Regions from separate parts of the Zea mays genome. Here region 2 is linked to region 1. A link is a contact called in public HiChIP or PLAC-seq data. All regions are on one chromosome and are shown on one strand. Each heading gives the region's core, a stretch centred on a gene start, on an enhancer-like site or on the middle of the called end of the contact. The rest is flanking DNA. Distances are from core to core; before and after follow the strand shown. Region 1 holds the start of LOC542751 (origin recognition complex subunit 3). Region 2 holds the start of LOC100304392 (Cation/H(+) antiporter 19).

Evidence for each region. HiChIP or PLAC-seq counts read pairs in DNA pulled down with a chosen protein or histone mark.
Region 2: an H3K4me3 HiChIP or PLAC-seq map of leaf shows a contact between it and region 1, with 3 times the contacts expected there. The contact joins the promoter of LOC100304392 here to the promoter of LOC542751 in region 1. A contact is called at or near these places in 2 of 25 Hi-C or Micro-C datasets (ear and tassel) and 1 of 3 datasets of contacts at active chromatin or transcription factors (leaf).

Annotation. Positions count from the first base shown.
Region 1 is chr1:178,114,223-178,119,849 of Zm-B73-REFERENCE-NAM-5.0, forward strand. It overlaps LOC542751 (origin recognition complex subunit 3), which reads right to left and starts at 2,802. Exons shown (of 3, transcript NM_001112260.2): 1 at 2,397-2,802; 2 at 1-2,163. The coding sequence starts at 2,108. It overlaps LOC100193929, which reads right to left. Exons shown (of 5, transcript NM_001329512.1): 5 at 4,249-5,181. The coding sequence ends at 4,363.
Region 2 is chr1:178,323,675-178,328,965 of Zm-B73-REFERENCE-NAM-5.0, forward strand. LOC100304392 (Cation/H(+) antiporter 19) reads left to right here and starts at 2,010. Exons shown (of 2, transcript NM_001165828.1): 1 at 2,010-2,334; 2 at 2,889-5,263. The coding sequence starts at 2,173. The coding sequence ends at 5,114.

The sequences.
Region 1 (5,627 bases), core at 1,552-4,051:
CTTGCTTGGATCATGCCATCACCCTCCAGAGGCGTGGGGTTTGATTTCTTCTTCTTCTTCGAGGGAGAGCTGCAAGATTTCCCTTTGGCTTTTGAGTTTGTGCTCTTTATAATCCCTTCAAAGGCCGTGTACCAGTCATGGAGGTTAATCATGTCACCATACTCTTGGGCTAGACTGCACAGGATTGATGTGTCGTGCAACGATCCTGACACGGCAGCACCACTCCTACTGCAACAAGAGCATTTCAGATGGCTCTGTGACCTCAGAAGATCGAGTTGAATCATTCTTCTTGGGTTTCCAATCAGCGCAGATCGGAGGATGTCAACATTCTTGAAGCAGACTATTTCATGGAAAGGTAAGCATTCAGCAGGTACCAAATATTTCCTGATAACATCCTGTAACAGCGCAGCCGCTTCCTCGTTTATTAGAACCACTCCATTTCCAGTATTGGCGGTTGATTTCCTTTTGGCCCTAACACTATCTGCACCACAACCTTTTGACCGAAGCTCCTTCACTCTGTCGTTGATCTCACTCATTCCTTTTAAATGGATGCTCCAAACCTCAAGGACGTGTAACAAAATTTCCGTAGGCAAGTACCTTATTGTATTCATTACTTGGGCTATAAATCTTCTAGCAGACCCTGACTTTACTCCTAATAAAGCCACTTTAGAAGCAAATAGGTAACTATCTGGTGCATTTTCAGTTTGCCAATCTGGGCTGGCTGCCTCACAGAAGATATCCAAAAGCTGCACTTTGTCATGCCTTCCAGCTTCATACAGGCACAAGAGAACAGAACTCCAATCCTTTTGCGATTTCAGCAGCCTAGACAATCCTTCTACCATGTTGCAAGAATTCCTTGCATTTTTGTTTGAGGGTAGATCGAAAGCATGTTTCCATATTGTTTGAGGGAGCGATTCAAGCTTATCATGCCAAAATTCCTCAGAATCTTCCTCCACCATTCCTAAGCACAAAAAGCTTAGAGGTTCCATGGAGAAGTGCTTACTGCATGCAAGCTTGAGAGCAGTAATAAAAGAAGTTATTGTCCCATCATGCCTAAAAAAGTAATTTCTGACGAACAGTGCGACTTCATGACTGATGCAAAATCCAGCGCATGGTTTAACAAGGACAGCCTCAACAAGTGCATTCAATCTATCTGAGGGAGACCCCAAGGTAAGTTTGCAGGGCTCTAATCGTTGAAGAGCCTCTGACGAGAGAAGCTTCTTTGGAGCATCAAGGGTAGTTGCTATCCCCATTACAAAGAAGACTGGAATTTTAAACACCCACTCACTCAGCATCATCACAAACTCTCCAAGCACATCGCCAGAACATTGCTCCAAATCATCAATTATGACAATGATAGGCTGATCAAAGTTCTCAGCTTCACAATACCATGATGCTAGCGCAGATACATCAGCAACATCTGGAACATCGGATAATAGCTGTCCCAACAGGCTCCTGAAGCAACCACCAACTCCATGTTTTGCTGATAACTCAGCCGCTGACAGCTTGACTATGTGACATCCATTGGACTTCATATGCCCTGCAAGGTCATGAAACGTTGTGATATCATCAACAAACTCTGCATTCTTGGTGAGGACGAATACCGTCGGGATCCTTCTGCAGATCACATCAGTCAGGAGAGGGTATGGCTGCTGGACTTCAGTGTGGTGCTTTTTCGTGATGGCATGGGCCGAAGCGAAGGACTCCTTCGCCCACTGCAGCACCTGGTCGAACAGCTTGAGGTTGATGGCCCTGAGGACCTCGTCGATGGTGGACTGGATCTTGGACCAAGTTCGGTGGAAGGCCTCAGCACGCAGCTGCTCATATAGCTCCGAATCCCCTTCGTCCTCACACTCCTCACCCGCTGGTTGACGACATCTGTTTGCTGATTTGCGGTTGGGTGAGGATGGCTGTGAGGTCTGAATCTGGCGCTGAGACCGGGAAGATGGCACCGAGGAGGCAGCAGCCTTGTGAAGGACAAGAAATGGCTGGATGTTGTTGGCAGCGGTGGGCAGGGCGTCACAGGGCGGCGGCGACATGGCTGATTTGACTGGAGGAGTCGGTGACTGCTGCGGCGGCGGCGGTTGGCGGGGGCAGTTAGGGTTCATTCAAGCCTCATGTCTTCACTTTCATCAGCAATGCCACCTCAACGCATATAATATACTGTAAATGTAGATAGAAATAAGCGACACGCAACTAAAACAATTACTGAGCATACATTTGTAATCTGAAAGTATTGGTTCTCTTCAGTTTGCAACCCGGTTAAAGATGCAATGAAATTGATTTCGGATTATGGTTCATGCTCCCTAAATCGAAGTGCCAGCTGATGTTGAATGCTTGAAAAGTAACGTTGCAAGACTTGAGGGATTTCTAGGTAATTAAGAGAGAAAAAATACCTGGCAAGATACTCGGCTGCTTCCTGTTTGCTTGCTCCTCCTCGTCCCCGCAGCGGAGATGGTTACGCCGGGCCAACGATGGCGCGGAGAAGGGGGTTTATGGGCACCCGGGGGAGAGAACGGCGGTGTGGGCGACGAGCGAAGCGGGCAGCGGTCGTGTGGGCGAGGTCGTCAGGAGGCGGAGGCGGAACCGCAGCCCGCAGAGTTGAGACGATCGAGAACTGGGAAGTGGGAGGAGGGAGAAGGGAGCGGTGCCCGGCGAGTGCCACGCCGATTTGCTTCTGCCAGGTGTTGAGAACTTGAGATTCGCCGGCGGCGGCCCTAGTGGTCTTCGCGAGGGTATGAACCGCCGCCGCCAGTTGGTAGGGACCGCTTCCCAGTACGAGAGGGAGCGCGTCAAGGTTCGTGCCACGCCAAAAATGAAAAAGTGGGCCCACACGTTGGCGACGTCCAGCACTCCACTCCCTTGCTCTAGACGTCGGGTTGAGTAGGGTTTGGATCGTATCAAGAACGGTTTGTACGTTTTTTTTTTTGCACGACCCGTGTTTAGTATCGGATTGAATTGGGTTGGGACATGCCTCCCATGGATATGTCAATCAGTTTTTTTCGAATTGAATCAGGTTTTTTTAGTTTATGGTCGATTTTTTTAGGTTAGATCAGATTTTAGGTTACATGCATAGTTTGTGCCTAGGCTATGGATTATTGTGGATCAAAAAATGGTTTGTACCTATTCGTTACACTGGCCGCCGAGTAAAAAAAAATTAGCAGATTGGATCAGATCGGTTGGCCTTAGTCTAAGAGCAATTCCGAGAGATGTTGTATACCAATTTGAGCATTTTTTGCGTCGAAACTCCATCTTTTCTTTATTTTTTCGGCTTCCCACAAAGGTGACAATCGATCGCTCATCTATACGTGAGTCAAACTCTCTTGGATAGAGTGCGCGCAATCCAGCAGCCTACGTGACAGGATATGGTGGAGAAGTTGTTGATGTGGCTCATTAAAGCTCCCCTAGGCCAATGAATTCCTTTAAAAAAAATTCGAGTGAAATTTTTATACATGTTTTTTGGATTTTTTTCAACAGCCTCCAATAAAAGATTTTGTGAAAGATTTTTGTAGTGTTCTTTTGGAAAGGCTCTAACCTCAAAACACATTCCTCCAAAACGAACCGGCATCGTCTACGAGGGATCACTTGCTGCCATCGCTCCCGTCACGGTTCCTACCAGCGCTTCTTGTGAGACTTCTTCAAAACCTTGACCATGCTCAACCTTGTTTTTGCGTCGCGTCCGACACAACTTTACCTGATGTCTCGAACACCACGTGTCTACGATCGCCTACACCAAGGACATGGACGACGGGATCCGATTCGTGGTAACCGACGAGAAGGTTTTTTACTCACTTCATTTTAAAATAGTAGTTGTTTTAGCTTTTAAATTATATATATATATTTAAATGGATTATGATAAATCTAGACACATATATGAAACATATACATCAAATATTATATAAACTCATTAATTATTTATGACTCAAAACAGGTGGCTTCGAGACAATAACACACCTAACGTTGCCGTCAAAACGACGCGAATGCGTGTTCTCTTACTTTTTTTTCTTAGGATATGCCCATTTAAAACTTAAATTTCATTGCAAATCTGTGAAAAGGGTCACCGGAGCTACAAGTTTTTGCAGAGAGGATCATTTCTATTGTTCACATCGAAGCACACCTACTACCCGAAAAAAAATCCCTGCAAATTTTCTTCTCGCATCGGGAAAGCACTGTCCACTGTGTCAGTAATCAGCATAAGAGATCGTTACATGAACACTCCCAGCCTCCCACAAAGTCCCTGGAAGCATTGTAAAAACCTGACCTGATCGGGGTCAGCAGCAAACGGTCGAGTTCTCTCACAATACGCGAGAACTCACAAACCCAACCAAATAATAACACCTAAATTTTGTACAAAATAAACACCTAAATCTCCACAGGCTTCTTTAACAATAGAGGTGCCGCGATGTTCTGGTCAGAAGTTGCTCCACCCCCGCTCCTTGTCCCTGTTCTGCTGTACCTTTGCCCGCCAGCGCCGTCGCTCACAGGCACCCGCCGCGCCGCCCTGCGTGCGCTGTCAGTACCCCGGGCAGCAGCAGCACCGGCGGCTTTCTTCCCTGCCTGCGCTGCCAGCGACGGCCGGATGACTACCTTCTTCTGCAGGCTTCGCCGCAGTATGCTGTTGATCCTCCTACTCCGGCTGCCCTTGTCGTTGGATACAGCCGGAGGAGAGCACAGCGGGGGCGAGGACAGGTTCTCAGTGATCTTGTCAAGCGGCAACACCGCTGCTGCTGCTGCTGCAGGCTTTGCTACGGGCATTGGCAGCAGCGAGTTGCGCCGTGGCAGCGGTATGAGGGACGTCCTGCGTGAAGCTGGGTTCAACGGCCGCTGGTGAGCTCCACCGTTGCAGAGTGACACTCGCCTGGCCTTCGTTGTCGGCGGCAGCTGCACAGCAGCTTCAGGGTCGTTCTCCTTCTCGTCCCCTAGTGACATCAGCTGCTTGAAGCTGTAAGTGTCAGTGTTGCTGTCGGAGAACATCTGCTTCGAGATGCCCCCCAAGTCTTTAGGCGCTGCTGCTTTCTCTGCTGTGGAGTTGAGGTTCCTCTCGGCCATCGGGCTTCTCGAGTACGAGTTCTCTTCTTTCATGCCGTGCTGCTTCTGCAGATGGTCTTGGGCAATCTTGTTGTCGACATGCTGCCGTGCTATCTTTCTTTCAACTAGGAGCTGTGATTCCAGCTCTTTGATCTGCAGAGAGTTTAGAAGTAGCGATCAGCATGTAAACTTTTTTATTCCGATTCCAGTTTTCCCATGCACACTAAATCAGTTACCACATCACATTTTGCAAAAGCATCATATATGCAACAGCAGCAGCAGCAGCAAAGCCTTAAAAGCATGATATATAAGAAGAGAAAATCATATCATCCATTTTCTTGATTAACCAGTCTAATTGAAATTTAATTAGCATTTAATTGGTTGTAACATGGAAGTTAATTGTATTTATTTTTTATATTGCTGGTTGGTCTACTCAATCAATTTTGCCGGCAAGGTGCACTAGTGCCAACTATCATCATTCATTGTCACATATTTTACATTTATGTTACATATGAAAATGATAAGTTCTGTTAAGTTGCATCTAAGAAAAAATTGCAACATAAATTGTGTAGGCTTTGCATGAGATGTTGTATCCATGC
Region 2 (5,291 bases), core at 760-3,259, 210 kb after region 1:
CTTGAGAGGAGTTGAGTGCAACTCTCGTCCGTTGGGACGCCACAACGTGGAGTAGGCAAGTTTTGTACTTGGCCGAACCACGGGATAACCACCGTGTCATCTCTGTGATTGATTTCTTGTGGTTATTGTGTTTTGACTCCTCTCTAGCCACTTGGCCATAATTGTGCTAACACTTAACAAGTTTTTGTGGCTTAAGTTTTGAAGTTTCACAGGATCACCTATTCACCCCCCCCCCTCTAGGTGCTCTCACACCGCCATGGCGCAGGAGGTCCATGGCCCAGAATATGATCCGAGCACCGAGCAGGTCGACCCCGATGTGCTCATGAGGGTCGGAGGAGGCAAGAGACATGGGCGGTACTGGATTGCCGACGGGGCAATCGACTCGTCCTCCACTCCCATTTTGTCTCAGGTGCGAGCAAGGAGCACGGGCTTGAGTCCAGCCATACGACCTTGGCACGACAGCTCACAGCATCGCATACAGCAACTCGAGGTTAGTGCTTCTATAACTCGTCCTTTCTTCAGTTATATACCTTCTCTTTGAGTTACTATAACGTTGGCTTGTAATATTACAGACCCAACTAGAAGAAGAGAGGAGGGAACGTCAAGAGATGGAGGCGAGGATGATGGCGGAGCGAGAGGCTCGCCTGACAGATCATCAGAGGATGGCGGAGATGTTCCAGTATATGCAGAGCCTTGGCGCCGCACAGGGTTTCGCTCCGCCACCTCCATTGTTCCCTGCAGTTGACCCTGCTCTGTTCCATACTCCTGTGAGTATCAAAATTGTAGTTAGATGTTGGTAATGCATCTGGTATAACACATGCAATCTCTTCTCTGTGCAGGGCCAATCTGGGGCGGCATCCAACAACCCTCATAGTTCGCCCAGCCCAACGCAGCACCAGTCCAACCGCCCACCTTAATGAGAGTTATGTTTTTAGTGTTTAGACTACAAAACTTATGTTGAATACTTATGTCAGAGCTTGAGACTTATGTGTTGATACTTCTGAACTTGTGTTGATACTGTTTGTGTTGAGAACTTGTATATTAATGTTAGTGTTGGATATTTATGTTTATGATGATATCTGTGATGTATATATATGATATCTGTGATGTATCTTTTGTTTGTTTGGATAGAATAGGAAAAACAAATAAAAAAGATGTGTACTGGTCACTTTGCCGGGTGTGACACTCGGCAAAGAGGTGCTTTGCCGAGTGTCAGGGTCATAACACTCGGCAAAGTACCAATACCTGGGCACCGGTATAGCTTCTTTGCCGAGTGTCGTGGACCTGACACTCGGCAAAGAGACACGCTTTGCCGAGTGCCACAGAGAGCACTTGGCAAAGAAGCTGACAAAGGGATCCACTGACGGATCCTTTGCCGAGTGTTAGTTGGCAGACACTCGGCAAAGAAGATACATATTTGTCGAGTGTCTCCTAATACACTCGGCAAAAACGTCGTCTCCGTCACTCTAATGCCGTGACGGCGGCTTTTCTTTGCCGAGTACTGTCTGGCACTCGGCAAAGTCTGTGTCGAGTGTCCGAAAAAAAGTACTCGGCAAAGAAGGCTTTACCGATGTACTGTTCATCAAGCCCTCTTTCCGAGTGCGACACTCGGCAAAGCCTGTGCCGAGTGTTTTCGAGGCGAGATCGATTCCGGTAGTGAAGAGTAAGATCGTCTGATCTAAAACATTTTCTGTATCTTTGTATGCTTCAACACCTATTCTATATCGTATGCGCTTGGCCCACGGCGGTTTACTATACTAAACGAAACGAAAGTTAATACTGTTCGGATGGTTTAGTTCGGATTTCGGAAATTAGATCGACTTAGACACACTGCGCTACACTACATATATTATACTAGTGATTGTACGGATGAGAACCGTGTTTATCTTTGCGTCTTGCGTGCCTAGTCGATCGCCATCATCGGCCACACCACCCACCCGGCCAGCTAGGTGCGTACGTTATATAAACACCTGTACGGTCCCGTGATCTCGATCGCCATCAACGTCGGACAAAGCAAAAACAAGTAGCAGCAAGAGAAGCTAGCTATCTAGCTAGCAGCCAGGAGGACAAAGTCAGCGTGGTCCATTCCAAGCGCGTGTGGTACGGTCTCCGTACGGCCGAGATCGAGCAGGGGCGAGGCGCGTACGTGCGTGTGTGTGCCCGCCGGCCGGCATGGCGAAGGTGGCGTCGAACGGGGCGTTCCAGGGCGACAACCCGCTGGACTTCGCGCTGCCGCTCATCATCCTGCAGATCTGCCTCGTCCTCGTCGTCACCCGCGGCCTCGCCTACCTCCTCCGCCCGCTCCGCCAGCCCCGCGTCATCGCCGAGATCATCGTAAGCGCCGCCGCCGCTGCCGAAGTTTGATTGCTCGTGCTTCTAATTCATTCTATGGGTTTTATATCTGTAGCGGTGCGTGCATGCGCAGCCACCAGCTTGCCGCCGTCAACTCCTTGTGGACGGCCGTGCGTGCTGGTGGCAGATCGGCATGCATGCCGTCGAAGCAAGCAAGCGCGCGCACACACACTACCTTCTTATAGGCTTGGCCGGCATACATATGCAAGAAATTAAATTTTGTGCAAACAAAAATTACAAAAGAAAACCTCACAATCAGTTTTAGTTCCCCCCAAAATAATACATGGCGAGTTGGATTCTTGGGTTTCAGTTTGATCTACACGTCATATTGCTGCAGTATAGCGTCACTTTATTTTGACTCGAACGAGTACACAACGCGTAGTCTTTACTCTTTCGTACGAAATGACCTGCAGCAGATCTGAATGCATGCACATGCACGGCACAAACAAACAAACAAAAAAAATGCATGGTGATCCACTGACGACATAGTGACATGGCACTGATGGCTTGCTCGCGTGGCGTGTGCATGCATGCAGGGAGGCATCCTGCTGGGCCCGTCGGCGCTGGGCCGGAGCACCAAGTTCCTGCACACCGTCTTCCCGCCGGCGAGCATGACGGTGCTGGACACGCTGGCGAACCTCGGCCTGCTCTTCTTCCTCTTCCTCGTGGGGCTGGAGCTCGACATCGCCGCCATCCGCCGCACGGGGAGGAAGGCCCTGGCCATCTCCCTCTCGGGCATCGCCCTCCCGTTCGCGCTCGGCGTCGGCACGTCCTTCGCGTTCCGCGCCACCGTCGTCAAGGACGCCCGCCACGCGCCGTTCCTCGTGTTCATGGGCGTCGCGCTCTCCATCACCGCGTTCCCGGTGCTCGCGCGCATCCTCACCGAGCTCAAGCTGCTGACCACCGACCTGGGCCGCCTGGCGCTGTCCGCCGCCGCGGTCGACGACGTCATGGCGTGGATCCTCCTCGCCCTGGCCATCGCGCTCTCGGGCTCCGGCTCGCCGATCGTCTCGCTGTGGGTCCTGCTAACCGCCGCCGCCTTTGTCGCAGCCGCCTTCTTGCTCCTCAAACCGGCGCTCGCGTGGATGGCTCGCCGGTGCCGCGACGGCGAGCCCATCAAGGAGCTCCACGTCTGCGCGACCCTCGCCATCGTCCTCGCCGCCGGGTTCGTCACCGACGTCATCGGCATCCACGCGCTGTTCGGCGGGTTCGTCGTCGGCGTGGTCGTCCCCAAGGACGGGCCGTTCGCCGGCATGCTCATCGAGAAGGTGGAGGACCTCGTCTCGGGGCTCTTCCTCCCGCTCTACTTCGTCTCCAGCGGCCTCAAGACCAACGTCGCCACCATCAGTGGCGCCAAGTCCTGGGGCTTGCTCGTGCTCGTCATCGCCAACGCGTGCATTGGCAAGATCGGCGGCGCGGTCGCCACCGCCCTGCTCGTCAAGATCCCCGTCCGCGAGGCGGTCACCCTCGGCTTCCTGATGAACACCAAGGGGCTCGTTGAGCTCGTCGTGCTCAACATCGGCCGGGACCGCAAGGTCCTCAACGACGAGGCGTTCGCCATCATGGTGCTCATGGCGCTCTTCACCACCTTCATCACCACGCCCATCGTCATGGCGGTCTACAAGCCCGCGCGCCCGTCGGTGCCGTACAAGCGCCGCACCGTGGACTGCGCGCCCGGGGACGCGGCGGCGGACGGCGAGCTCCGCGTGCTCGCCTGCTTCCACACCAGCCGCAGCATCCCGACGCTGCTCAACCTCGTGGAGGCGTCGCGCGGCACGGGGCGCCGCCGCCTCGTCATGTACGCCATGCACCTGGTGGAGCTCTCGGAGCGGTCGTCGGCGGTCACCATGGTCCAGCGCGCCCGCCGCAACGGCTTGCCCTTCTTCAACAGCGCCGACAGGGAGGGGCAGATGGTGGTGGCGTTCGAGGCGTTCCAGCAGCTGAGCTCCGTGAGGGTGCGCGCCATGACGGCCATCTCGGACCTGGACACCATCCACCGGGACGTCATCGACAGCGCCGCCGGCAAGCGGGCAGCCATCGTCGTCATGCCGTACCACAAGGCGCTCCAGCAGGACGGATCCTTCCAGTCGCTCGGCTCGGCGTACCACGCCGTCAACAAGCGCGTGCTCCGCGAGGCGCCCTGCTCCGTCGCCGTCCTCGTCGACCGTGGTCTCGGTGGCCCCGCGCAGGTGTCCGCCAAGAACGTGTCTTTCTCCGTCGCGATGCTCTTCTTCGGCGGGCCCGACGACCGGGAGGCGCTTGCCTACGTGACGCGCATGGCCGAGCATCCGGGTGTCGCCGTCACGCTGGCAAGGTTCCGCCCGCACTCCGACGAGGAGAGCGCCGACGACGAGGCGGCGGTCGACGCTTTCAAGTCCAAGGTCGACGGCATGGTGAAGGATGGATCGGTGCACTTCGAAGAGCGGCAGGGGTACACCAAGGAGGAAGTGGTGGAGACCATCGACTCGCTGTCCAAGGTCAACGTGTTCGTGGTGGGGCGGATGCCGCCGACGGCGCCGCTGGTGGAGAATCCCGACGAGCTGGGCCCCGTGGGCAGCTACCTGGCGTCGCCGGAGTCCAGGACGTCGGCATCCGTCCTGGTCATCAAGAGATACGACCCGGCGACGAACCCGAAAAGCAAGAGGTTCGACCCCAGCGCGAGGCCGCCGGCAGCGACGGAGGAGGACGTGCTGGACGAGGAGATGGGCAGCAGATCCACTGTGGTGCCCGTGCCGTGGTCGCCGATGAACGACGTGGCCTAAGCAGAGCACGACGTACCCAAGTGTTACCTTATTTAGCTCTGTTTCTTTCCACAAGTGGAGGTATGATGCGACCTCAGTGTTACTACTATAACTGTTATTATCATCTGGATTTGCACATAGAAATATATATATGGACATACTTAGCAGAGAAATAACTCTGAAATTTTCTACTTCCTT